5 separate regions of the Mus musculus genome follow, and all the other regions are linked to region 1. Evidence: chromatin contacts called from public HiChIP or PLAC-seq and promoter capture Hi-C data. All regions are on one chromosome and are shown on one strand. Each heading gives the region's core, a stretch centred on a gene start, on an enhancer-like site or on the middle of the called end of the contact. The rest is flanking DNA. Distances are from core to core; before and after follow the strand shown.

What was found. HiChIP or PLAC-seq counts read pairs in DNA pulled down with a chosen protein or histone mark. Capture Hi-C pulls out chosen DNA fragments and counts their contacts.
Region 2: a contact with region 1 is called in a FOXA1 HiChIP or PLAC-seq map of pancreatic cancer cells. The contact joins the promoter of Mink1 here to the promoter of Cd68 in region 1. A contact is called at or near these places in 1 of 39 promoter capture datasets (cranial neural crest) and 1 of 115 datasets of contacts at active chromatin or transcription factors (pancreatic cancer cells).
Region 3: a FOXA1 HiChIP or PLAC-seq map of pancreatic cancer cells shows a contact between it and region 1. The contact joins the promoter of Slc25a35 here to the promoter of Cd68 in region 1. A contact is called at or near these places in 1 of 484 Hi-C or Micro-C datasets (rod photoreceptor) and 1 of 115 datasets of contacts at active chromatin or transcription factors (pancreatic cancer cells).
Region 4: a contact with region 1 is called in a promoter capture Hi-C map of adipose tissue, with 2.1 times the contacts expected there. The contact joins the promoter of Ctc1 here to the promoter of Cd68 in region 1. A contact is called at or near these places in 2 of 39 promoter capture datasets (embryonic stem cells and pre-B cells), 1 of 484 Hi-C or Micro-C datasets (B cells), 3 of 115 datasets of contacts at active chromatin or transcription factors (astrocytes, memory CD8 T cells and pancreatic cancer cells) and 2 of 9 other capture datasets (adipose tissue and liver).
Region 5: a contact with region 1 is called in an H3K4me3 HiChIP or PLAC-seq map of embryonic limb bud, with 5 times the contacts expected there. The contact joins the promoter of Aurkb here to the promoter of Cd68 in region 1. A contact is called at or near these places in 6 of 39 promoter capture datasets (the C10 cell line, cranial neural crest, embryonic stem cells and 2 more), 2 of 484 Hi-C or Micro-C datasets (erythroblasts and large pre-B cells), 14 of 115 datasets of contacts at active chromatin or transcription factors (the 230-238 cell line, astrocytes, effector CD8 T cells and 11 more) and 3 of 9 other capture datasets (adipose tissue, liver and pancreatic islet).

What each region holds. Positions count from the first base shown.
Region 1 is chr11:69,664,048-69,668,944 of GRCm38.p6, reverse strand. It overlaps Cd68 (CD68 antigen), which reads left to right and starts at 2,775. Exons shown (of 6, transcript NM_001291058.1): 1 at 2,775-2,925; 2 at 3,009-3,442; 3 at 3,579-3,698; 4 at 3,832-3,910; 5 at 4,024-4,194; 6 at 4,441-4,732. The coding sequence starts at 2,883. The coding sequence ends at 4,574. It overlaps Eif4a1 (eukaryotic translation initiation factor 4A1), which reads left to right. Exons shown (of 11, transcript NM_144958.4): 6 at 192-301; 7 at 397-540; 8 at 612-749; 9 at 834-923; 10 at 1,171-1,250; 11 at 1,328-2,009. The coding sequence ends at 1,472. It overlaps Gm25835 (a small nucleolar RNA gene), which reads left to right; the gene lies at 1-93. It overlaps LOC115487878 (a small nucleolar RNA gene), which reads left to right and starts at 969; the gene lies at 969-1,111.
Region 2 is chr11:70,560,413-70,565,309 of GRCm38.p6, reverse strand. It overlaps Mink1 (misshapen-like kinase 1 (zebrafish)), which reads right to left and starts at 2,429. Exons shown (of 33, transcript NM_001045964.1): 1 at 2,184-2,429. The coding sequence starts at 2,240.
Region 3 is chr11:68,966,212-68,971,108 of GRCm38.p6, reverse strand. Slc25a35 (solute carrier family 25, member 35) reads right to left here and starts at 2,978. Exons shown (of 5, transcript NM_028048.2): 1 at 2,072-2,978; 2 at 320-385. The coding sequence starts at 2,446.
Region 4 is chr11:69,012,912-69,017,808 of GRCm38.p6, reverse strand. Ctc1 (CTS telomere maintenance complex component 1) reads right to left here and starts at 1,898. Exons shown (of 23, transcript NM_001013256.2): 1 at 1,644-1,898. The coding sequence starts at 1,676.
Region 5 is chr11:69,044,152-69,049,048 of GRCm38.p6, reverse strand. It overlaps Aurkb (aurora kinase B), which reads right to left and starts at 3,412. Exons shown (of 8, transcript NM_011496.2): 1 at 3,041-3,412; 2 at 1,162-1,264; 3 at 1,008-1,077; 4 at 684-875; 5 at 405-543; 6 at 170-318. The coding sequence starts at 3,088.

The sequences.
Region 1 (4,897 bases), core at 1,526-4,025:
ACCTTAGCCCAGGTAGTGTTCTACTTACCAGGGCTTTTGCCTGGCTTATCAGGGAAGCTTTGGGCAAAGGATCAGTCCTTGTATTCTGAGAGCAGACATCTGCCCTTTGACTGCCCTCTTACCAAGAGATTTCCATGTATTTCACATTTGTCTGATCACTATGTGTTGGTGTTTTTTCTTCTGCCTTCTAGCCCCCAAATACATCAAGATGTTCGTACTGGATGAAGCAGATGAAATGTTAAGCCGAGGGTTCAAGGATCAGATCTATGACATATTCCAGAAGCTCAACAGCAACACACAGGTGGACAAATGGCGAGGTTGATAGGACACAAGGGGCTTGGTTGTGATCTGAGGAATGTACAGTGCCCTCATCATGGCTGCTGTTTTCCCCATTAGGTAGTTTTGTTGTCTGCTACAATGCCTTCTGATGTCCTTGAGGTGACCAAGAAATTTATGAGAGACCCTATTCGGATTCTTGTCAAGAAGGAAGAATTGACCCTGGAGGGTATCCGCCAATTCTACATCAATGTGGAACGAGAGGTGAGGCCCAGTGCAGGAGGCAGACCTGGTAGTAAGTTGTTGAGTGTAACCCCTGACTTCTGAATCTCCAGGAGTGGAAGCTTGACACATTGTGTGACTTGTATGAGACGCTGACCATCACCCAGGCAGTCATCTTTATCAACACCAGAAGGAAGGTGGACTGGCTCACCGAGAAGATGCATGCCCGAGATTTCACTGTTTCTGCCATGGTGAGTTTTAATGGCTATGTGTCTCTGTGTGTCTGTCTGTGTTGGGAGCCTTGTGCCAAATGCTTCTACCTCTTTGTTTTCCAGCACGGAGATATGGACCAAAAGGAACGAGATGTGATCATGAGGGAGTTCCGGTCTGGCTCTAGCAGAGTATTAATTACCACTGACCTGTTGGTGAGTAGATGCTTTCAGGGAAAGAAAGGAAGACAAGTTAAGTTAGTCCAAGGTGATTCCCTCTCCAAAGGGCTGACTGTGTGCCCTTTTCAGGAACGTAGCAACTTGGAAGAAAACCAGGCGTGCCTGAGGTCTCTGGTGGACAAGAAACTCTTGTTTCCTTTGCCCTCCTCTGGCTGCCTACATGTATGCCTACTTAATTAGGATAGATTGTATCCTCTGATGGCTATATTCTTTCCTGACCTAGGCCAGAGGCATTGATGTGCAGCAGGTCTCCTTAGTCATCAACTATGACCTTCCCACCAACAGGGAAAACTACATCCACAGGTAAGTCTAGGTCTGACAGACTAAACAACCCCTATGCTGAAACCCAAGTGTTCCATCATCCTTTTTACCCCCCTCAGAATCGGTCGAGGTGGTCGGTTTGGTCGTAAGGGTGTGGCTATTAACATGGTGACCGAAGAAGACAAGAGGACTCTTCGAGACATTGAGACTTTCTACAACACCTCCATTGAAGAGATGCCCCTCAACGTTGCTGACCTCATTTGAGGGGCTGTCCTGCGACCTGGCCCTAGCCCAGGGTTCAGTCCTGGGGTGGGGCTAAGGAAGAGCTGGAGGGGGGAGGGGAGGGAGCCAAGGGATGGACATCTTGTTTTTGTTTTGGCTTTTTTTTTTTTTGTTTCAGTTTTTTTTCTCTATGAATAAATGTCACTTTTTGAGGCAAAAAGAAGGAACCGTGAACATTTTAGACACCCTTTTCTTTGGGGTAGGCTCTGCCCCAGGCGCCGTCTCCTTCCCCCCCCAAACACTAATGCATTTCCCTAACCTAGTCACCTCGTTCCTAAAGGCTTTCCTACCCCAGCCAAATCTCCAAAAGTGAGTCAAGGGGCTAAAAAACAAGGCTGGCCTCATTTGCTGGACCAAATCTACAGGGAGAACCCCTGAGTGAGGTTGTCCAGGGAATTGTCCCCTGGTGAGGGGAGCAGGGGAGAGAAAATGGTAGCCATTTTTACATTGTTTTGTATAGTATTTATTGATTCAGGAAACAAACACAAAATTCTGAATAAAATTACTTGGAAACTGCCTGTTTGGGCTTCTTGTTTCTTTCCCTTCCCTCCTACCTGCTAGTGTGGATCACCTGCCCCCATACTAGTTGATTACTGAATTTGCCATGTTGCTTCCTGCAATACCAAATGACCCACATTACTAACATTTGGTAATTTGCCTCAGTGTTAGGCACAAGACATGAGTGAAACTTGCTGCATTAAGACTTAAACTGGCTGGGTATGGTGGCGCAAGCCTTTAATCCCAGCATTCTGCCGGAGGCAGAAGCAGGTGGATTTCTGAGTTCGAGGCTAGCCTGGTCTACAAAAGTGAGTTCCAGGACAGCCAAGGCTACACAAAATACCTGTCTTGAAAAACCAAAAAAAAAAAATTCAACTGGTTGGTTAGGCCTAGCCCAGATGATGTAGGTGTCAACTCACCTTGGGGATGTAGGGAGATGGTTGTTCTGTAGCTCTTCCTGTCCTGCAACTAAATAAATAGGCTAAGCTGACCTCTTACATCTGCCTTCGGCCTCCTGTGCTAGGATTGGAGTGCATGGGTGGGGTTGCATTTCTTACCAATGAGGAAAGGGCTTCCCATTTCTCTGCTGCATTGTAAGCTCCCAAGTAGAGCAAGTTTTGCTTAGGTAAGTTCCGTGTGAGTCAGCTGCCTCATTCTCACGAGGTAACCAAGGCTTTGTACCGCCCACTGAGAACGTCACTGCCAATCACAGCCTAATTGTGAAAACCAATGGCTTGAGTGGGTTGCTAAAGCTGAGGTGTCTGAGTCAGGTTTGGGGTGGGATTATTTTAGTTAAGGGAAGTGAGGCTTTTCATTTCCTCTTCCAAGAGAAGGCAAAGGGGATTGGATTGAGGAAGGAACTGGTGTAGCCTAGCTGGTCTGAGCATCTCTGCCATGCGGCTCCCTGTGTGTCTGATCTTGCTAGGACCGCTTATAGGTAAGGAGAAATGGGAGGTGGGGGAGGGAGGGCTCATGGGCAGGAGCCTGCACCTGGGTGGCCAACCAATCTCTTACTGAAAGCCCAAGGAACAGAGGAAGACTGTCCTCACAAAAAGGCCGTTACTCTCCTGCCATCCTTCACGATGACACCTACAGCCACAGAAAGCACAGCCAGCCCTACGACCAGCCACAGGCCCACCACCACCAGTCACGGAAATGTCACAGTTCACACCAGCTCCGGACCCACAACTGTCACTCATAACCCTGCCACCACCACCAGTCATGGGAATGCCACAATTTCTCATGCCACAGTTTCTCCCACCACAAATGGCACTGCTACTAGTCCAAGATCCTCCACTGTTGGCCCTCACCCTGGACCACCTCCACCCTCGCCTAGTCCAAGGTCCAAGGGGGCTCTTGGGAACTACACGTGGGCCAACGGCTCCCAGCCTTGTGTTCAGCTCCAAGCCCAAATTCAAATCCGAATCCTATACCCAATTCAGGGTGGAAGAAAGGTAAAGCTAAAGTGGGGCTTAAAGAGGGCAAGAGGCAAGTCCTGGGCTCGTTCAGCAGGGAAGAGGAAGAGAAGAGGAGGGGATAAACTGGATGGAGCATTCTTGTGATTTCAGACCCACCATTGCACTTCTACAGGCTTGGGGCATATCTGTTTTGAATCCCAACAAAACCAAGGTCCAGGGAGGTTGTGACGGTACCCATCCCCACCTGTCTCTCTCATTTCCTTATGGACAGCTTACCTTTGGATTCAAACAGGTATACAGCTTGAGTTTGTCTCTATCCTCTATTCTTCCATATCCCATACCTGTACCCCCGGAGCCTCTGTTCTTGCTCTGTGGACATGGATGCCTCTGTCCCTGATGCCTTGAGTCTTTCTGTTCACCTTAAGGACCTACATCAGAGCCCGAGTACAGTCTACCTGGACTACATGGCGGTGGAATACAATGTGTCCTTCCCACAGGCAGCACGTGAGTAATCTCTTCTCCTTACCACACTAAAAGTCTAGGCTGGGCGTGCTGGGCTGGTGGGGAGGACTCAGGAGTCAGGACTGGATTTGACTCTTAATTACTAATTACTGCAGAGTGGACATTCATGGCGCAGAATTCATCTCTTCGAGAGCTCCAAGCTCCCTTGGGCCAAAGCTTCTGCTGTGGAAATGCAAGCATAGTTCTTTCTCCAGCTGTTCACCTTGACCTGCTCTCTCTAAGGCTACAGGCTGCTCAGCTGCCTGACAAGGGACACTTCGGGCCATGTAAGCCCTACCTACTTCTTCTTTCCTAGAGCTCTCCCATTGCTCTGGAAACCTTCCCCAGAACTCTTTTTCTAGACCTCCGCCTCCTCTACAAGACTGCCTTATTTCCCCTTTGCTGACTGCTCTCACCTATGGGTTGGCTCCTCAGCCTTTCTTCATCCCCTTTCCTCTTCCGTCCTCCCCCACCTCCCACCTTTAGCCCGTCCACCACTGCAGCAATTCTCAGGGATCCCATTATTCTGCCAGGTTTCTCTTGCAACCGTGACCAGTCCCTCTTGCTGCCTCTCATCATTGGCCTGGTCCTCCTCGGCCTCCTCACCCTGGTGCTCATCGCCTTCTGCATCACCCGCAGACGACAATCAACCTACCAGCCCCTCTGAGCATCTGCCCCAGTCCACTGTGTAAGCCACCAAGGAGCGCCTCATCTCTTCACCATGCCACTGACTCAACAGTTACCTTCCTTCTCTGTCTTTAGGAACACAATGAAGAGATTTTATAATAGGGGTGGGGAATCAATAAACATGAATGGTACCTACTACTCCTTTCTTTCCTCATTAAGAGTACAAACACTTAATGAAATCTTTTCTCTTGGCTTGCCTTGTCCTGCCGGGGCTAAAAGCCACGAGTTTCTTGTCATATGCCTTCCTGTGCCTTCCCGTGGCTGAGTCACCAAGAGACAGCTGGCAAGAAGGGACAAAAGTAC
Region 2 (4,897 bases), core at 1,180-3,679, 900 kb before region 1:
AGGCTAGCTTCTCAACCCTAAGGATGCTCTTCCCTCACCCTAACCCAACCACTGACACCAGGCTTGCACACTTGGTTAATTCTCCCAATGGTTCCATTCCTAACTAGAAAACGGGAACAGAAGAACAAGGTGTGACTGGGCCAGCTGCCTGACAGAGCCACAAGCAGTTCTCACAGATGTGTCGGACCGGACTGGCAATTGAGAGAGAAGCCAGCAAGGAGAGAGCAGCCTTTCCAGCCCCATTCAAGAAAGTACAGCTCTTCCACAGGTCCTGGAGTACCAGAGTGAGAGACATGAGCTGTTTTCTTCAGAGGCAGAAGGCAGGACAGACAGAAGTACAAGGAAAAGGTCACCCAGTTCTCTAGAAGGGAAGGAGAGGAACCCCCGGAGGAGTAAGCATGGAAAGAGGCTAACATACTTCACGGAGGGAAATACCATGTCCAAGGGCAAATAGTAATTTTCTGGAAATCCCAAGTTGGGGGCCCAGGATAAAGTTACCAGAGAAACCAAGAGAAAAGAGCAGTAGAGGACCAGAGGTAAAAATCAAAGGTCACTGCCTGCACCTACCCACTGGGTGACAGTGTTTCTTTATGGTCACCACAGCCAGACAACCTGCGGCCAGAGTTAATCAACAACTTCAGTTTGCAATTGCATTCCAAATGCAAGCACATTAAAACTTTACTCAAAACCTGGATTTCCATCTTACATCCCAAAGGACTCGAGTATCCCAGTTTAAACACTGACTAAGCTGATCTAAAGCCTCCCCTGTCAAAGCAAGCGCAGGCACACACAGAGGGAGAGAGAAGGAGAGAGGGGGACAGAAGAAGAGAGGGAGGGAGAGAGAGAGAGAGAGAAGAGAGGAAAGAGGGAGATCCAGTACTCAGTCTTGTTCTCCAGAAAGTTATCTCCAGTAAGTCAGGTCTCATAACCCAACGTTGCACCAAACAAATTATGACCTGAATGGCAAGGGAGGGAAAAAAAAAAAAAAAAAAAAAAAAACTGTGTCACCTAGAGAAACCCAATTAACAACATGACTCTGCTCTCTTCAATTCTCTCTCCCCTCCAGTCATATCCGGGGCACTTGTGAGGTGGCTGCCTTTTCCCTGGGTAATTTACAAGCCAGAAGCCAATGTGTACAGAGACCTTCTGAGAAGGTAAGCATGAGGTGGGGAATCCTGCTCTAGCTACACCTACGCCGCCGGTTGGGAAAGCTCACCGGGCATGGAATCAAAACACCACCTGGGAGACAGTCTGGAATGGTTCACCTTGAAATTTCTATGTTGCCCTTAAGACAAAGCTGCCCGCTAGAGAACACTTACAAATGCTGAACTGAAAATTCCGGGAGGAGAGAGAGTAAGTGCCCCACGTGGAACAATAAATGGGTTATTTGAAAGCATTCCTGACACAGTTGTTTCCTCTTAACCGCTTCCCTAATGAACCCCTCCCTCCAACTCTCCTTTGCCTCCACTCCCACTAGTTCCCTCCCTACTGACCTCAGGCAGCGTGTTGTGTGTGCGTGTGTGTTTGTGTGTGTGTGTGTGTGTGCTTGTACATGTATGTAAACATCGTCTTCCGGCCCGAGTTTCCGAGGAAATCCAGGCTTCCCTTCCTCCCACTGTGCACTTGTCTGTCCTCCCAGCCCCACGCGGCTGCAGAGTTAGTAATGTAATATTCAGGGACCCCGAGACCGGAAATGCCTGGGTCTGAAAAGCTGCACTTGAAACACGAGAAAAGGGATAGGGAAAGTGAACGTGGGATGGAGACGTAGGAGGTGTGTGGGGTGGAGCGAGGAGGTGAAATCCGCCCAACTTGCAATTTAGGGGTAGGCGAGGAAGAAAACGAGGGATGAGGGGGAGGCTGAGGCAGTTGCAAAGTCAAAATTCCAGGAGCCAGAAGAGGAGGTGGAGGAAGCAGACATGAGGGCCGAGAGAGGGGGGACACAAGAAAGGCTCTGCAGGTGATGCAGGGCTGTGTTTAGGGACACCAGAGGTGACCCTCAAACGCCTATAAAGGAGGGGACTCGGATCCCAGCAGCAAGGTAGGGGTGGCACGCAAGTGTGGGGGAGGGCAGCACAGGGTGGGGACCAAACTGGCTCCCAGAATCTCCAGAGGGCGAACCCCCGGGCGGCGAGAGCTCGGGGTAAGGGCAGGGGTCGCGGGCGCGAGGCTGGGGTGGTGCTCACCCGCAGGGCAGACAGGTCGATGTCGTCCAGGCTGCGGGCGGGGGCTGGGTCGCCCATGGCCGCCGCGGGGCCACTCACGCTCCGGCTCGCTCACTCCGCTGCCGCCGTCGCCGCTTCTCCCCCATCGGGGGACTCGAGGGGCGGGCTCCACCGCGCCTGCCCCGAAGGCCGGGGAGGGGGAGGGCCAGCGGGAGGACCGACCCAGCGGCTGACAGGCGCTCTCACCCGCGCGCCTGCAACCCGAGTCGCCGGCTGCCCTGCGCACGCGCAGAGCCGACCGTGACGCGAACGCGCCGGGCGCCCCCTCCTGCGGGGCGCCGACACCTGCGCGCAGGCGCAGGAGAGCGGGCGGAGGGCGAGCGCGGACCCAGTCTCGCTAGAGCCTGGAGTGGAAGGAGCGCGACCACCCGCTGGTGCGCGTGCGCATACACCTTCCCTTCCTTTTCCCCCTTTTATTATTGTTGCCTCCTCTCCTCTAGTTCCTTCGTTGATCTTTATTTGACTCCTTTTCTTCCCTTTCCCTCTTTCGTGTGCCCAGCTGCCAATCAAACCACCTACCTCTCGATTTGCGGGGGAAGGGAGGCGGGACCCAACCCCCTCTATTACTAGGGGGGTTGTTATGGTAACTCCCCACGCGAGGGCTGCTGGCCTCTAGATAGGACGTGCTGTCCACCCACCCAATTGCCATGGTAACAGTGGAGCCGCTGAAGGAGGGGCCACTCCGTGAGAACTTGGCTGGAGAAACCACGTGGGAGGGAAGGACGGGGCTACTGTCTGCCCTTTACTCCCTTTCTAGGCTGGAGTGGGGATGTTGGGAGCAGATAGGCACTCCTACTGCACACGTCTGTATCTGCTTCTCTTAGCACAGTGTTCTGCAGGAAAGAACTATCCCTGGAGTTGCTAGTGGTAAAGCAGAAGAAACTGTATCCAATCCCTTCAAATGTTTTTCCAGCTCCTCAGATCTACTCCTGTTGGCACAGCACCTCCAGCCGGTTAGTCTCACTAGAGGATGGGTGAGGCTTTGTAACTATAGACAGACATGTTCTGCCACTGACTAATGTGTTGTCTGACCCTGAGCAAGCAAATTTGCCTCTGGGCTTTTCTTTCTCTATGAAGTTGAGGGGAGAAGGTTCTGAGTTTTCAAGAGCTCTTCCAACACTAACACTCCCTCTGAAAATGAATATAAACATTGCTTAGGTGAGCTTGAATTCTCTGGAGGCTTCTTGGCACATTTGGGTGCACATTCAAACTTGCTCCGGGTACTCTCCTGACTCATTTACCTTGCCCCTGATATGCAAGCCACAATCCCCATTTGGCCTTCCCACATGGCCTCTCTGCCTGGCACCTTCGATTAAATTCTTCATTATCCAGAAGTGATTTTTTTTTCTAAAACTTAAATCTGGCATCATTGTCCTGTTTAAAACGGTTTTCTGAACCCCACCATTCAGGAAGCTGAGGCAGGAGGATTACATTTTCTATTAGCCTGGACTATAAAATGACAGGGGGAAAAAAAAAAAAAACAAAATGAGAAAAAAAAAAAAAAAAAAAAAAAACACCGTTTGATGACTCCCACTGCCTTGTGGGTAGTGATATCAAAGACTTTCAAGATTCTGCTGTTTCTTTGACCTTATGTATATATATTTTTCTTTTCTGGTCTTATGTTCTAATAAACCATACTTAAACTTGCTCCAGATGTAATGAAATATATTCTACTTGAAGCCCCCAGAACACCTCTTACCTGTCTTTGCACTTACTTCTCTTTGCCCTGGAGTATTCTCCAACTTCCAGCTGTGCTGACTACTTTTATGTCAACTTGACACAAGCTAGAGCAATTTGAGAAAAGGGAACCTCACCTGAGAAAACACCCTCACCGGGTTGGCCTGTGGGTAAGCCAGTGAAGCCTTCTCTTAACTGGTCATTGATGTGGGAGGTCCCAGCCCACTGTGGGTGGTGTCACTCCTGGGCATGTGGTCCTGGATTGTGTAAGGAAGCAGGTAGAGCAAGCCAGTGAGCCTCTGCGCCATCTTCTGTGGCCTCTGCTTCAGTTTCTGCTTCCAGGTTCCTGCCCTGACTTCCTTCAGAAAGGGAGTATGATCTGAGCACTGTAAGCTGAGATAAACCCTTTCCTCCCCATGTTGCTCTTGGTTGGGGTGTTTTATTACAAAGTAGAAACCCAACCGAGACACTAGCCACGGCCACTCTCATTGGCCTTTGCTTTGCCTGGCCTGCTGGAATCACCTCTCTATGCACACTATTTTACAATATTTTGTTACATGCATTTGTATGCATGCAGGGGTACATGCACAAAGGACTACCTCTGTGTGGAGATCTCCTGGGTATGGTGGCTCAAACCTCTAATAAAGTTCTCAAGAGGATTTCCAGAAAGTACAAGGCCTTCCTGGACTACAAAGTAAGATCCTGGCCAGCCTGTGCTATATGAAGCCTTGTCTTTTTTTTTTAAGATTTATTTTTATGTATATGAGTACACTGTAGCTGTACAGATGGTTTTGAGCCATCATGTGGTTGCTGGGACTTGAACTCAGGACCTTCAGAAGAGCAGTCAGTGCTCTTAACTGCTGAGCCATCTCACCAGCCCAAGCCTTGTCTTAAGAAACAAAAATCCAGGTATGGTGGTATACACCTGTAATCCCATTACTTGGGAGGCAAAGGCCAGAGGATAGTAGCAAGTTAAGGGCTAGCCTGGTCTACATAGT
Region 3 (4,897 bases), core at 1,729-4,228, 700 kb after region 1:
GCTATGCACCTGTTGTCCAGACAGCAAGTCCAGTGTAGGGGCCCTCAGGTGTCTGCTGATACTCACCAACCCAGAGTTCAGGCTGGAGGTATGGAATGGAGGACCTCAGCAGGTCAAGAGAACGGGGCAGGATAAACAGGTGCAGGAGAGTTGAGGCACAAGGGATATGAGGGTGAGGACGGGCTCTAGGGTCTGACCGAGCGGGGCTTGATGGGGTCGGGCAAAGCAGTGGCTAGATGGAGCTGCCAGCTATAGGCAGAAAGTTAGGGAAAAATGGGGGGAGATGGTCGGGTGCTCCAGTGGTTTGGGGAACCCTCACCTGATGCTTATACTGGTGCCCTACAGCAATTTCAGAGGCTGCCTGTGCCTGTAGGTGTGTCTTCACCTGGAGACAAGAAAGTATCACAGCCTGTGTCCCAGGGGTCACTTTCCCACCATGGAGACCAAAACACCCAAAGCCCTCACTCACACTTCCTCTAGGGTATTAAGCAATGAATATATTCTTTTAATCTGGTAATTACTGTTTTTCCCACTTAACAAATTGGTCATGAGGCTCTGTCCCTTGGCTGCAGTCCCAGGGGACGGATCTCTTAGGCCTGCAAGATGCCCCGCCCCCTTCACATCCTACTTCCCTTGGGGCTGGGGGTGGGGAGTGGAGATCGGAGAATGGTAATATTTCCTAAGACTTCATGTTAGGAAAGTTCTGGATGCCTTGCCTCTTATGCCAGCTCCCATTCCAGATCAGATCTCCAGCTGCCACCTCCACCAGCCTCCCTGTCAAGACTACCCTAAGGGCACAAATTCAGCTGATTTTTGAAGATGCCTTTGTCCTCAAATCTCATACACTAGGAGTGAGACCAAGTTGGCGCTCCTGTAAGATCATCTCCTTGGCTCACTAAGCCTGGCCTAGTCCCAGTAACGAACAGCTGTGTGACCTTGAGCAGGACACCAACCCTCTCTGGATCCAGGCTTCCAGCCCTTCACCATCTGATAACTCACAGGAGCAAGTTGTGAGAGTGTGTACAATTCTGTGATGCCCGGGACTTTCCTGACCTACACTTCGTGACGCCTGTTTCTCAGATTCCTCATCCTTCTACACAAAGTCAGCCCCAGGAATAAGACAGTAAAAGCTGCACTGGGCATGGTGGCACATATTGGTAATCAGAGCATCTGGGTGGCACAGGCAAGGAGGAGCAAGAGCTTCACGCCAGCTTGGGTTCCTAGTGAGTTTCCCATTAGCCTGGGTCATATAGCCAGGCTCTGCCTGTATCAAGGGAAAAGAGGGAAAGAGAGAGGGGAGAGAAAGGAGAGAGAGGAGAGAGAGGAAAGAGAGGAGAGAGAGGAGAGGGGGAGAGGGGAGAGAGAGAGAGGAGAGAGAGAGAGAGGAGAGGAGAGGAGAGGAGAGGAGAGGAGAGGAGAGGAGAGGAGAGGAGAGGAGAGGAGAGGAGAGGAGAAGAGAAGAGAAGAGAAGAGAAGAGAAGAGAAGAGAAGAGAAGAGAAGAGAAGAGAAGAGAGGAATATTGTCAGATGCCCACCATCTGCCGGGATCTATATGAACCCTTCATATGTACATCTCATGTGTCTCCTTCAGTCCTCTCAGCAACTTCACAAGAGTCTATAATTATTCCTGTCTTATCAACATGGCAACAATGAGTGCTAGGAAGTGTGATTCAAAGTTCAGTTGAATGCATACCGCTAGGATGCATACCTGTTAACTGAAGCACTGAGAAGACTCAGGGTGGACTGTAGTTAGAAGCCAGGCTGGGCTACAAGAGCAAGTGTTGATACTACAATATAGGGAGACCCTGCCTCAACAAACAAATGACACCCCAACTCAAAGGAGTTCTCCTTACGCTAAGTCTGTAATCTTCATCAACACATTGCAGAGTCTGTTGGGTGTCTGTGTATAAGGCAGATCAGAAGGCCTTGAAGCTTGCCAGCATTTTCCTGTGCCATTTTCTGCTTATGGGGCACAGCACCCTGTCACCAATGCCTTTGTAAAGGGCAGGCTCCCACCCTCTGCCAAAAGTCTTTTCTGAAAGCCCCAGACCAGACAGACCCCTCTTCTTACCATGTAGATTGGGCTTCCCAGATATGCTCCCATGACCCCAGCAAGGGCCCCAGCTGCGGCGCTGCGGACAGGACTGTGGGTGCCTTCATTAGTGTGCAGGTAACCCCGAGACTCTGCCAGCCCGTAGGTGCCCAGTCGGATGCCATTCATCAAGAACTGGTACAAGAGCGCAGGGCCCAGGCCCTTCTGCAGGGCAGCTAGGCCATCCACCTTGCCAATGGTGAAGAAGGCGTGGAAGACGTTTCGGTAGTGGCGCTGGTAGGTGCCTGGGGCCTGCAGTTCTCCCTGCAATTGCATTCTGGTCTTCACAACCTCCAAGGGATTGGTGAACACACAGGCTCCACAGGCTGCTACACCACTCATTAAGAAGTCCATGGTAAAGGTAGAAACAGCTTCAGAAAGCAGGGATGGATATGAACAACACCTGGCTCTTTGAAGCCCAGGCTGCAACAGGTAGAAATTTAAGAGAGCTAAATTGTCTGGGTCAAATGTCAAGAAGTCAAGTGAGGTTAGAGGGAGTTTGGGGATCAGAAGGTAGCAAAAGGAAAGAAAGAGGAGTGTAGTAGGGTATGGCAACAAGGCCCTGTTGACAAGGGAACTGAGATCAGGGAGGAGCAGAAGTTAGAAGCTGGCAGGTGGGAATGCCTAGGATGGGGGTACCAGAGCGTATCTTAGGAAAACGGAGTTACGAAATGGTAGCTGGAGAAGCAGGAAAAAGAAAAGCAACAACAGAAAAAGAATCAGAGGGAAAAGCCGAAGGTGGCTCGACAACAGCGAGAGGAGGGTTGTGAAAGAAGTTAGGATTCCGGCTAAGAATAAGCGTGGCAAAGTAGCTGCGGGAGCTAGAGCACCTTTACCCGAGGTAGTCTGCAGAGGCCGGGCGGCCACTCTCGGGTCCTTGGAACGCAGCGCCAATGGGGACTCTCCAAGAGCTGCAGCCGAGCGCCTCAGCCAATCAGCGAAGAGCCGGCTCAGCAGCCAATGGGAGGCGCTGCCATCGGCCGGGCCCTCGGCCTCAACTAAAACGGGTTGGGTTAACTCTCCTCGCCCCGGCTCCCAGGCCTGGCATTGGGAGGGTGCCGGAGGCGGGGAGATGTTTTTGGTTTTTGTTTTTGTTAATCACTGTCCAGGAACTGGGGTGGGCCGGGATGCAGAGGCTGAGCGCGGAGGGTTGGGCAGCGACTCCTGTGGGTGGCGGGCTCTCTGCGATCGTCCTCAATCCCAGGTCATCTCTGTTTGGGGTTTGCCTGACCGCAGACACGCCCAGCGCTGTTCGGATGCCAGGATAGTCCGGAAACTGCAGTCCCGCCCGCCGGGGCGATGGTACACACCTGCTGGACAGCACCCATCCCCTAAGGCCGAGTAAACTGTAGGGTCTAGTACCAGGGTGTGGCCAGCTGCGGGCGCCCAGGGAGGGAGGCCTGAAGGCCAGCCAGGGGAAAAAAAAAAAAAAAAACAAAACCTTGATCTTATTAAGCTCTTGATCGTCACAATGACCTAGAGGAGGCCGGGCAGGTCAAGACAAGGATTTCCATCTCCTCCTCAGCGAGGCTTAGGTTACAGAAACAGACTTGTTTCTTGTCCTTGCTTCATTCGTATGAATAATTATGAAAGAGCCCGGGGGGGGGGGAGGCTGGAAAAGAGCTTAAAGAGAAAGCTTGGAGAAAGAAGGTAGGAGTTTAGGTGGCGTCATTTGGGCGGCAGGAAGAAGCAGAGGGCTCACCTGAGTCAACTACCCTGCTTAGCGCTGAATTCCGGTTTATATTTTCCTTCCTACTATATAGATGACCGTGGGCAAGTTTCTTATCTTCTCAGGAACCCCTTGTAAAATGAGATAATATCTGTGGGACATACTCCAAAGGAGAGGTTGCCCTTGTGTTACACGCTCAGTAATTTACTGGGAAGTCTGGAGTTGACAGAACTCTTCCCACTTCCCCGAGGTCCCCGCAGCTTTCTTTGGTGACGTTCAGGTCAGGTTGAGCATCTTCTGATGGCTTTTCAAGTTGTCCCTATTCAGCCTCATTCTACTTTGTTCCTCAAACATACCTATTTTTAGGAATACCTCAAAAACATTCCTATTGTTCTTAGCTAGTGGTTAATTTCCCTACTTCACGATACTGGAAACTCTAGAAGCTTGGGGGTGGGAGAGAGGCAGATCTGAGTCTTAGGTTGTTTGCCAGACAACTTTGCTGTGTGTAGCCTTTAGGAGCCTCAAACTCAAAATCCTCCTGCCTCAGCATGTGGAGTGCTGAAGATTTCCAGCCTGCTGCCCTACTGGGTGACACCACACTTGGCTTCACACCCTGAGCTTAAAGCCTAGGGTTCTCAAAAGTATGGTGGCTATAGCAGCAGTAGTGCCTGAGAACTTAGAAATACATCCAGTCTCACTGGAAACTCCCTGAACCAGAAGAACTCTGCAGGTGGACCCCCACATTCTTTCACTAAGTCCCCCTGGGTGCTTAACATTCAGCATTACTGGGTGACACTTTCTGTCTTTAATACCAGATGCCCAAGAGATTGACAGATTTTAAGGTTTTTTTTGTTTGTTTATTTGTTTGTTTTGGTTTTTTTTTAAGTAATTTTTATTCTTTCTCAAGGCAGAGTTTCTCTGTGTAGCCCTGGCTGTCTTGGAACTCACTCTGTAGACCAGGCTCACCTCAAACTCACAGAAATCTGCCTGCCTCTGTCTCCCAAGTGCTGGGATTAAAGGCAGCAAATAAGAGCAAGTGGCTGATCTTTCACAGGACCCAGTTTTGTTGCTTTGTTTTGAGACAGGGTTCCTCTGTGTAGCCCTGGCTGTACTGGAACTCACCCTGAAGACTAGGC
Region 4 (4,897 bases), core at 649-3,148, 650 kb after region 1:
AAATCAAATTTGGGGGGAGGCAGATGTCACTTTTTTTTTTTTTTTGAAACAGGGTGGTTTCTCTGTGTAGCCCTGGCTGTCCTGGAACTCACTGTGTAGACCAGGCTGGCCTTGAACTCAGAAATCCGCTGCCTCTGCCTCCCGAGTGCTGGGATTAAAGGCGTGCGCCACCATGCCCTACTTACACAGTATATTTTGAGGGAAGACTCAGTTACATAGGGAAGACTTTGGCTTTTGCCGTTGGTTGTTCGAGGGGAAAAGGGAAACTAAGGACATTTACCGAATCAAATGAAACAGGTCTGTATTTTGGATAACCCCAAGATTCATTTTGTATAATGTAAGCCTAACACTATACCCTCAAATACTTGAATTGCCTACGTTTGCTGTGGTGGTTGTTGTTTTTAAAACAGGGTTTCACCATGGAGTCTTGCTACCCTGTAACTTGCTATATACACCAGGCCTGCCTGCCTGTGCCTCCCAACTGCTGGGATTAAAGGCTTGGACCACCACACCCGACTGCATCGTCTACCTTGAACGAACGACCTTTAAAAGAGGACTGTTGCTCAAGGATCTCTCCTTTAGCTGAGAGTTCTCTCTCCTGAGAGCTGGTCTCATCACTCTGCCCAGCACTGCAGCACAAATGTCCTCTTTAAAACCACTCCAGCACTAAAGCCATGTTCACTGATCAGCCAGCTAGCTTGAATCCTTGGCTACTCCTTAACTGGCTCCCTGTCATTTACAATATCCACCCCTTTAAATTCTAATGTCTTACTCCTTTGGGTTTGTTTGTTCTTCAAGACAGGGTTTCTCATCATAGCGCTGGCTGTCATGGAACTCACTATGTAGACTGGCCTCGAACTCACAAGAGATCTGTCTGCCTCTCAGTGCTGGGATTAAAGGTGTAAACCACCATGCTTGGCCTTCTCTTTACCTCTGGTACCCCAACACTAACACTGCTGTAGTGGAAGAAGATACCATAGACTCTGTTTTCAACCATGGTCTTTCAGCTCAACCGTCCACAGTACACTTCAGTAAAGTAAGACCCAAATCTCAAACAACCACTCCTTTGTCCAAAAAGGGCCACCAAGTGCGAGACATGTAGAGGCTAGCCCAGTGAATTACATAGCAAGCACCAGGTGATGTTAACGTGACGCTGTCATAAAAAGACCACTAACAACTACCAAGAAGTTGTTGCTTAGCAAGTCAAGACAGTTCACTATTCCTTCTGACCCCTCCACCTCCACCCAATGGCATTTAGCTTTTCAAACGATATTTGCTTTAACTCTTGCTTAGCAAAATGGCTTCTGCTGCCTAGTACCGTTTTCTGATGCTTTCCCGCTTAGCTAACCGGGGTACCCATCCAAGGACTGGGGCGTTTCTCCTTTCCCAAACCAGCTAAATCAGAGGGCCCCTGTAACCACAACAACCAGCAAGGCTAATCTCCCACAGAGCGTAAACCTTCGACAGTGGGCGGAGACGTATTCCAGGCTAGGTCGACCCTGGAACAAAGGGCCGGAAAAGCCTCCGCTCCCCAGGCCAAGACCATGGGCAATGGATGGAAGGAGTATAGGAAGAAAAGAAATTCAGGACAAGAAGGGAAAACAAAACAAAAAACCCACGAGAATCACACAAACAGCACTCACGGAGGTAGGTGGTTGTGCTCGGCAAGCAGCCATGATGAGCCAAACCCCTACCCTGAAGAACGCGCGAACTCCGGGCGCAAGTGCTCACGGGAGGGAACCTGTGACGTCAGGGAGCAGCACTGCCTCTTCCCTCTGCATCCACCAGGGTACTGGGGCGTCAGGGACCTTTTGCGGTGAACTTGCCGTAAGGAGCCTACTGGCCTTAAATTTGCAGCGACCCTTCCGCTTCTGACTCCTAAAGGCGGGAATTACAGATGTGCGTCACCAGATCTGGCCTGTTTTCCTTCTATAGTGACGGCGCGTCCGGATCCTAGTGTTTCACGTGGGGTGGGGCGGGCGGGAGACCGCTCGAGCGCACAGTCACTTGGCTCATAACACCTAAAATTTTCAGTCTCCCTGATCTTGTCAAGCAGAGATGTGCAATTTAAAAGTAGCCACAGACTAGATGGGATATCGCATGTGCCTTTAATCCCAGCAATCCGGGTGCAGAGGCAGGGGGATCTCTGCGAGTTTTGAGTTTCAGCCTAACCTGCTCTTCATAGTGAATTTCAGGCCAGCCAGAACTACGAAGTGAGGACAAAAAAGGGAGCCACGGGACACCATTAGCATATGTGATATGTGCAGTGGACTTAAGCCACTGCTGCATTTAGCAAGTCTTTTTAAATTTGTTTTTTACTCTAATGTCTAGAACTAATTTTTGCTAAAGAATTTGGTGGCCATATGTGACTCAATTCATGAAAGCCTTTGCTTTTCCTAATTCAGTCAGTCAGGCAATCAAGAGCTCAGTACTGGCGGAGGAAACAGAATTCATCTATGTGGCAGGCACATAGGATCGGGGTATATTCATTGAAGAAAACAAAACAAAAACCCTCTTGTTCTGAGGCAAGGAGATTGACGGGAAAACAGGCAAAATATATGGAGAAGAAAGAAAGAAAGAAAGAAAGAAAGAAAGAAAGGAAGGAAGGAAGGAAGGAAGGAAGGAAGGAAGGAAGGAAGAAAGAAAGGAAGGAAGAAAGGAAGAAGAAAGGAAGAAAAAGCAAAGCGAGGAGATTGTCTGGCATTCCAGTTCCAGGAGACCTGGCGCTACCTTTGTTGTTGTTGTTGTTGTTTTGTTTTGTTTTGTTTTGTTTTTTTGTCTTTCGAGACAGGGTCTCTCTATTGCCCTGGCTGTCCTGGAACTCACTTTGTAGACCAGGCTGGCCTCGAACTCAGAAATCCACCTGCCTCTGCCTCCCGAGTATTGGGATTAAAGGTGGCCCGGCTCTGGCGCTACCTTTTGAGTAACTGCACACGTGGTACACATACATTCATGCAAGCAAAACACTCAAACACATAAAAAGCAAGATAGAAAAGGAACCATGTGGCAGTGCAGTAATCCCAGCATTCAGGAGGCAGGAGAATCTTCCTGAGTTTAAAGCAGCCAGGGTTACATTAAAAAAAAAAAAAAAAAAAACAACCAACAAAGTAGCCAGTCAGTAGTGGCGCATGTCTTTAACCCCAGCAGAGGCAGAGGCAGAGGCAGGTGGATTTCTGAGTTCCAGGCCAGCCTGGTCTACAGAGTGAGTCCCAGGACATCCAGGGCTATACAGAGAAACCCTGTTTGGAAACAAACAAACAAAAGAAAAACAACAAAGTATTACACCTGCAAATTACTGTATCCCTTCATTCAGCTTCACTTTTGATGCAAACAACTCCTTCTGTCATGAAATATGCACTGTGGTGATGAAAGAGAAGTTGGGGCAAAAGCCCCACCCTAGTAGCCGTGTCTCAACTAAAGATTTTGTAGCACAAGAGAGTCTCTGTTTAAGGGGTTTTATTAGTTTCTTTTAAGACATTCTTCAAGCAGGCCTGTTGATCCTGACATTCAAATTTACTGAAGGGAGGAAAGACTCAACTTCATAAGGAAGGAAAAAAGAAAATGATAAATAAACACCCAGTGTCTACTTAAAAGCAAAATGGAGCTACCTAGTCAATGACTAGCATTGCCTTCAGTAACAGGCTTTTTAGAGGTTTTGTTTGTTTGTTTTTGTTTTGTTTTGTTGTTTTATGTTTCTGTTGTGTTTGTTGTTTTGAGACAGGTGGTGTATCCTATAGCACCATATTGGATCTTGAATTTGCTCTTTGGCCAAGGGGGACCCCTGATCTTCCTGTCTCCTCTGGGGAGATTATAGGCTTGTATCAGCAGGACAGGTTCATAAGCTCTTGATAAAAGAAAAGTTTGGCCGAGCGTGGTGGCACGAGCGTGGTGGCACTCACCTTTAATCCCAGCACTGCAGAGGCAGAGGCAGGCGGATTTCTGAGTTCAAGGCCAGCCTGATCTACAGAGTGAGTTCTAGGGCTACACAGAGAAATCCTGTCTCGAAAAATCAGGAAAAAAAAAAAAAACCGTTTGGAGCCAGTGTGGTGGTTTGTTGTAGTTTCAGCCACCTAGAAAGATTATGTCAAGGACAGCTTGAACGATACAGTGAAAATTTGATGTTACAACTCCACAATTAGCACTTGAGAAATGAAGATAGGAATATCAGGGATTCAAGGTCAGCCTGGGTTACAAGCTATCCTGTACACACAAAAACGTGGAACTTAAAACTATATCCCCTATTATATCAGAGATGCGTATTTTTTTCTCTTTTCTTCAAAGCATGAATCCCCCACACCCAATATTAAAGCCTCTTTTACAACTTCAGCCTCCTTTATTTATTTTTTTTAATATTTTTATTACATATTTTCCTCAATTACATTTCCAATGCTATCCCAAAAGTCCCCCATACCCTCCCCCCCACTTCCTTACCCACCCATTCCCATTTTTTTTGGCCCTGGCGTTCCCCTGTACTGGGGCATATACAGTTTGCGTGTCCAATGGGCCTCTTTTTCCAGTGATGGCCGACTAGGCCATCTTTTGATACATATGCAGCTAGAGTCAAGAGCTCCGGGGTACTGGTTAGTTCATAATGTTGTTCCACCTATAGGGTTGCAGATCCCTTTAGCTCCTTGGGTACTTTCTCTAGCTCCTCCATTGGGAGCCCTGTGATCCATCCATTAGCTGACTGTGAGCATCCACTTCTGTGTTTGCTAGGCCCTGGCATAGTCTCACAAGAGACAGCTACATCTGGGTCCTTTCAACAAAATCTTGCTAGTGTATGCAATGGTGTCAGCGTTTGGAAGCTGATTATGGGGTGGATCCCTGGATATGGCAGTCTCTAGATGGTCCATCCTTTCGTCTCAGCTCCAAACTTTGTCTCTGTAACTCCTTCCAT
Region 5 (4,897 bases), core at 2,163-4,662, 620 kb after region 1:
GAATTCTTGAGTCGCCTATTTCTGTAAAGTAATCACTATGTCTATACTGCAAGGAGAAAAAAACAAAACAAAACAAAACCCAAATGTTCCTGAGGAACAAGACACTGAAGACTTTTATAAAGAACGTCACAGCCTCACATCAGGAACAGCCCCCCAAGTCCCTCCATACCTCAGGGATGGGGCATGCACCGACCAGCCAAAGTCTGCAATCTTCAGTTCTCCCTGCAGACCTAACAGCAGGTTCTCCGGCTTTATGTCTCTGTGAATTACCTTCTTCTTGTGGCAGTAGGTCAGGGCATCTGACAGTTCCTCCATGATCTGTGAGGGTCCACACAAGAGGCAATTAGGCCCTCTGTTTCCAGCAATGGCCCAGGCACTAGATCCCACACCAGGTAGGCCCTGACCGTGGCAGTCCGCTGCTCATCGAAGGTCCGACTCTTCTGCAGTTCCTTGTAGAGTTCCCCGCGAGGGGCGTATTCCAGGATTAAGTAGATCCTCTGCTGGTCGTAGAAGTAGTTGTAGAGTTGAAGGATGTTGGGATGTCTGGGGGATGCAAGGAGAAAAGAAGCTTCAGGCTGCATCTAGGAGCTGGGTGGGGCAGGTGGTCTAGGCGGAGTAAGACAGAGACAGTCGAGTGAGGTGATCCCGTTAGCAGAGGGACCAGGGTCAGGGTGACAGCATACTTCAGGTGCGCCTGGATTTCGATCTCTCGGCGAAGCTGGTGCTCTACCCCCTCCTTCTCAATCTGAGACTTGAAGAGGATCTTGAGTGCCACGATGAAACGGCTCTTCTTCTCCCGAGCCAAGTACACGTTTCCAAATTTGCCTTTGCCCAAAGGACGCCCAATCTCAAAGTTGTCAATAGTGAAAGGCTGCCTGATTAGAAGAGCGGGAATATGGGGAAGAGTTAGCTGGCTGGCTCAGAGTCTCCAGGTGGCTGATCTCTCACTATCCGTGCTCCCCTTATCCTCCCCCATTTCTCCCCCATCACTGTTTAAGTTTCCCTACTTGTTCTGGGATCCTTGCGAGGCAGTGGAGCCCTGACTCTTGTTCTCAGCCAACTTCTGGCCAGGGGCAGCTAAGGAGAGAGAATTATGTTGAGTCCATCCTTTGACATTCCCAGCTTCCCCCCCCACCTCCCTCTTCCCATCATCCAAGGTACCTGTGGACTGGCTGTTGAACCGGTTCACGAGAGCAAGCGCAGATGTCGTGGCGGGCTCCTTCCGTAGGACTCTCTGGGACAACGTGTTCAGGCCAGACTGAGACTGAGGAGCAAAGGGTGACTCTGAGGGCGTCCTTGTCCCGGTAACCTGGCCAGAATATGCTACAAGGCGCATTTCAGCTGCTTGCTAAAGGACCCATCCACTCACAGTTCACAGAACAATACTGATACAGCACGGTCTGCCTGCCTAGCCAAGAATCTACTCATTGCTCCACGTGAAAGGGGTTATTAAGAAACAACTGGCAGCCAGCAGCAGTGGCACACACTTGGGAGGCAGAGGCAGGGAGACCTCTGAGTTCTAGGCCAGACTGAGTTCCAGGATGGCCAGCGCTACTCAGTGAAACTGTCTTGAGAAAAACAAAAGTAACTTGCAAAAATAAAATGAATAAAAAGAATGAAACAACTTGAGAGCGTCCAGCACACATCCACAACCCCAGCACTAAGGAGGTGGAGGCTCCTGGTTAGGAGAAAGGCAGCCTGCAGCCTGAGCTAAAGAAGACCTTGTTTTGTTTTGTTTTTTGTTTTTTGAGACAGGGTTTCTCTGTGGAGCCCTGGCTGTCCTGGAACTCACTCTGTAGACCAGGCTGGCCTTGAACTCAGAGATCCACCTGCCTCTGCCTCCCAAGTGCTGGGATTAAATTAGTGCACCACCACCGCCGCCGCCCAGCTAGAAGACCTTGTTTTAACATCACCCTCCACAAAAATAATTAAAAAGCAAAGTAAATGAACGAATGACAAAACAACCCAAGGCAAGAGGCTACTACACCAATTCCCCTGACCCCAGCCCACCGCAGGCACATCACTGCCCAGTCTGGATAGTTCTAAACACATCACCCAGGCTTATGTAAGAGCCTGAGCTTGTGAAGTTGAAACAAAACTTCATCTCTTTCTAGGAACAGAACATAGGGATACTGATGGCTTTAGGGGTGTTGCAGGATATTTGACCACACTGTGACCCTCGGGGATGACAAATTAGGCCAGGAGAATAAAAGATATGTTTACACTTGGGTCACTTCACTTTCAAAGTTCTCTGAGTAATAGATATTTTCCTGTGATAGTAAATCAGGGTAAAAGTAACAGGACTGCACGCTTGTCAGTTTGACTCAGGGCTCCACAGAGGAGGAAGCTGGGACAAGGAAAGAGATAGACTGTCCAGGATGCTCAGGTCCCACCAACAGGGAACAGACTATATACAGTGAAGGGCTCTTCATCTGGGGGTGGCCACAGGATCCCATCATGTAGCCAAGTGCGTTACGGGTGTGCTGTATTACAGGTGTGCACCACCGTGCTTACTATCTCCAGTGTGGCGCACACGCACGCACATACACACAGCATTTCAAATCTACTTGGATTCTTACTTCCCACCGCTCAGTACGATACATTCCAAAGCTGGAGTGTAGTATGGATGGTACATCAAAACTTGGAAGCTCTGGGGTTTCATACCCAGGGCCGTACATAAATATTTAGATCATTCGGAACCTTTTAAACCGTAACCTTCTATTCTATAATCTATTTCCTGTGTAGTTAATTTTTTCAGACTCGAGAGTGAGATTCACGACCCGAAAGCACGATGATGTTTGCTCAGTCCCAACTATTATTGTACGTGACGAGCAGGCTCAGCTCTACGGAAGCCCTCAGATTCAGGTTGGCAACATCTGCTACGGTAAGACTGCAAGTGATCAGACTGAGTTTTGCAAGCAAATTCTTGAGGCCCACACGTCGGAAACGCTTAGAGTCCGGCCATTTGCAAGGCCAGCCTCTATCTTCATGGACTCTTCTTCCGGGGGACGTGGGGCGGGGAATGTGGCCAGGACCTTACCGTCTTTGAGCCGTAGGGCCACGGGTAGGCGTTCTCCTTCTGAGCCATTCTCCAGGGCGAGAGCGGGAGGGGAGCTGGACAGAGAGGGAAACAACAGCGAAGGCAAGAGATGCAGAGGCAGATCCCCGGGGAGTGCAAGCCTGGGCGGGCAGAAGGAAGCGAGTCAGCACGCAGCCAAGGTCGGGGGTACTCCTGCACCTCTCCTTCCAGGCGGATAGCGGGCACGTGGATCCGCCCAACGGAACCCGATCAGCCCCGTGGACCACTGCAGCCCCCGCAGTTCCCCGCAAAGCCGCAGCCTACGCCACTAGGCGCTCGCACACGGAGAACCGGTTTACCCCGCGACCCGGACGCTTTCGAATCTCCCGCTCTAGGTCCATTGGCTGAGCCGCCACTCAGCCCACTCTCATTGGCTACGTTTTTTGTGATGTAGTCATTGAAACAGAACGAAGGTGTGGCCTAAGAGGCTTCTTTTTACTAGTTTGAAACTGTGTCCCAAGATGTGCACGCTCCTTTTTCTAGTTATAAAAAATTAAATATTTAAATTGGGCGGTGGTGGGGCGCACGCCTTTAACCCCAGCACTCGGGAGGCCGAGGCACGTGGATTCGTGACTTCGAGACTAGCCTGGTCTACAAAGCGAGTTCCTGGTCAGCCAGAGTTACACAGAGATACCCTGGGGGGAGGTAGAAAATAATAATTATATATAAATAAAATATATAGAGTAAACATTAATATGACCGAGTTCTTTCCGAAGACCTTGGTTAAATTGTCTGGTTTCCACGAAAATTTAGATGCTACCCTTAATATGATCTTTGAAAATACAGTCTTTTTTCAGTATCTTTGGTGTATTGCCTTTACAATGCCCCATAATATTCAATTCAAGCAGATGCTTAGGTCTATTATATATACAGACATAATATTGTATATGACACAGTATTTGCATAGGGTCTGTAATTCTCTAGGCTTCATTGATTAATTCCTAGATCACCTAACTACCTAATACAATAAAAATACTGTGAGACAGCAGTAAGACCTAAGTTAGGGAATATGATGCCGGGAAAGTCTACTACTCAATACAGATGCAATCTTCTAGATGGGATGGGTAGAGGTGTAGGTTAGACAGACAGACAGACAGACAGACAGATAACAGTTGAATCTGTGGGTGTATAAATCATGAATTTGGAACTGCATTTCTGGGTTCTCTATCCTACCTGTCTGTTTTGTATTTGGTTTTTGTTTATTCAAGACAAGGTCTCTCTGTCCAGCCCAAGTTGGCCTTTAATTCAGCCCAGGCTGGCCTTGAATTTCTAATTATCTCACTGCACCACTGACAAGCCCAGTTCATTTCTTCCGTTTGTATTTTCTTAAGTATCCTGTTTTCCTAGGAAGAGCTTTCAGCCAGTGGCATGGTCTACATTCCTGGGCTAGGTACACTCAAAATCCACTCTCTTGCACATTTTTTGCTTATGTGTCCTTACTATTTTGTTCTTTAAAATCCTGCAAGGTTTCTGACAGTAGGCTTGTAATTTTAGCACTCTGGAGCCTGAGGCAGGAGGATTGCTAGGAGCTCCAGGCTACAGTGTGAGCTGTTTACTCCAAAAATATATATAAATTAAATCCATTTCCAATTCTATACGTTAGCAATTCCCGATGAATTAGCTCTTGGTTTTTCTTATATTCCTTGAGTCATGGTAGAGATGGCTTCTGCTGGCCAAGTCACACTGAAGCTGGCCACGAGGGGTATTTTCACTACTTTCGTGCTAAGGGCTGATATTTCATGTGGCCAGGAAGTTCATAACTCTTTTGGGACTCCAAAGCTCTGGCATATACAACTTCTGCAACAAAGACTAGTCCAC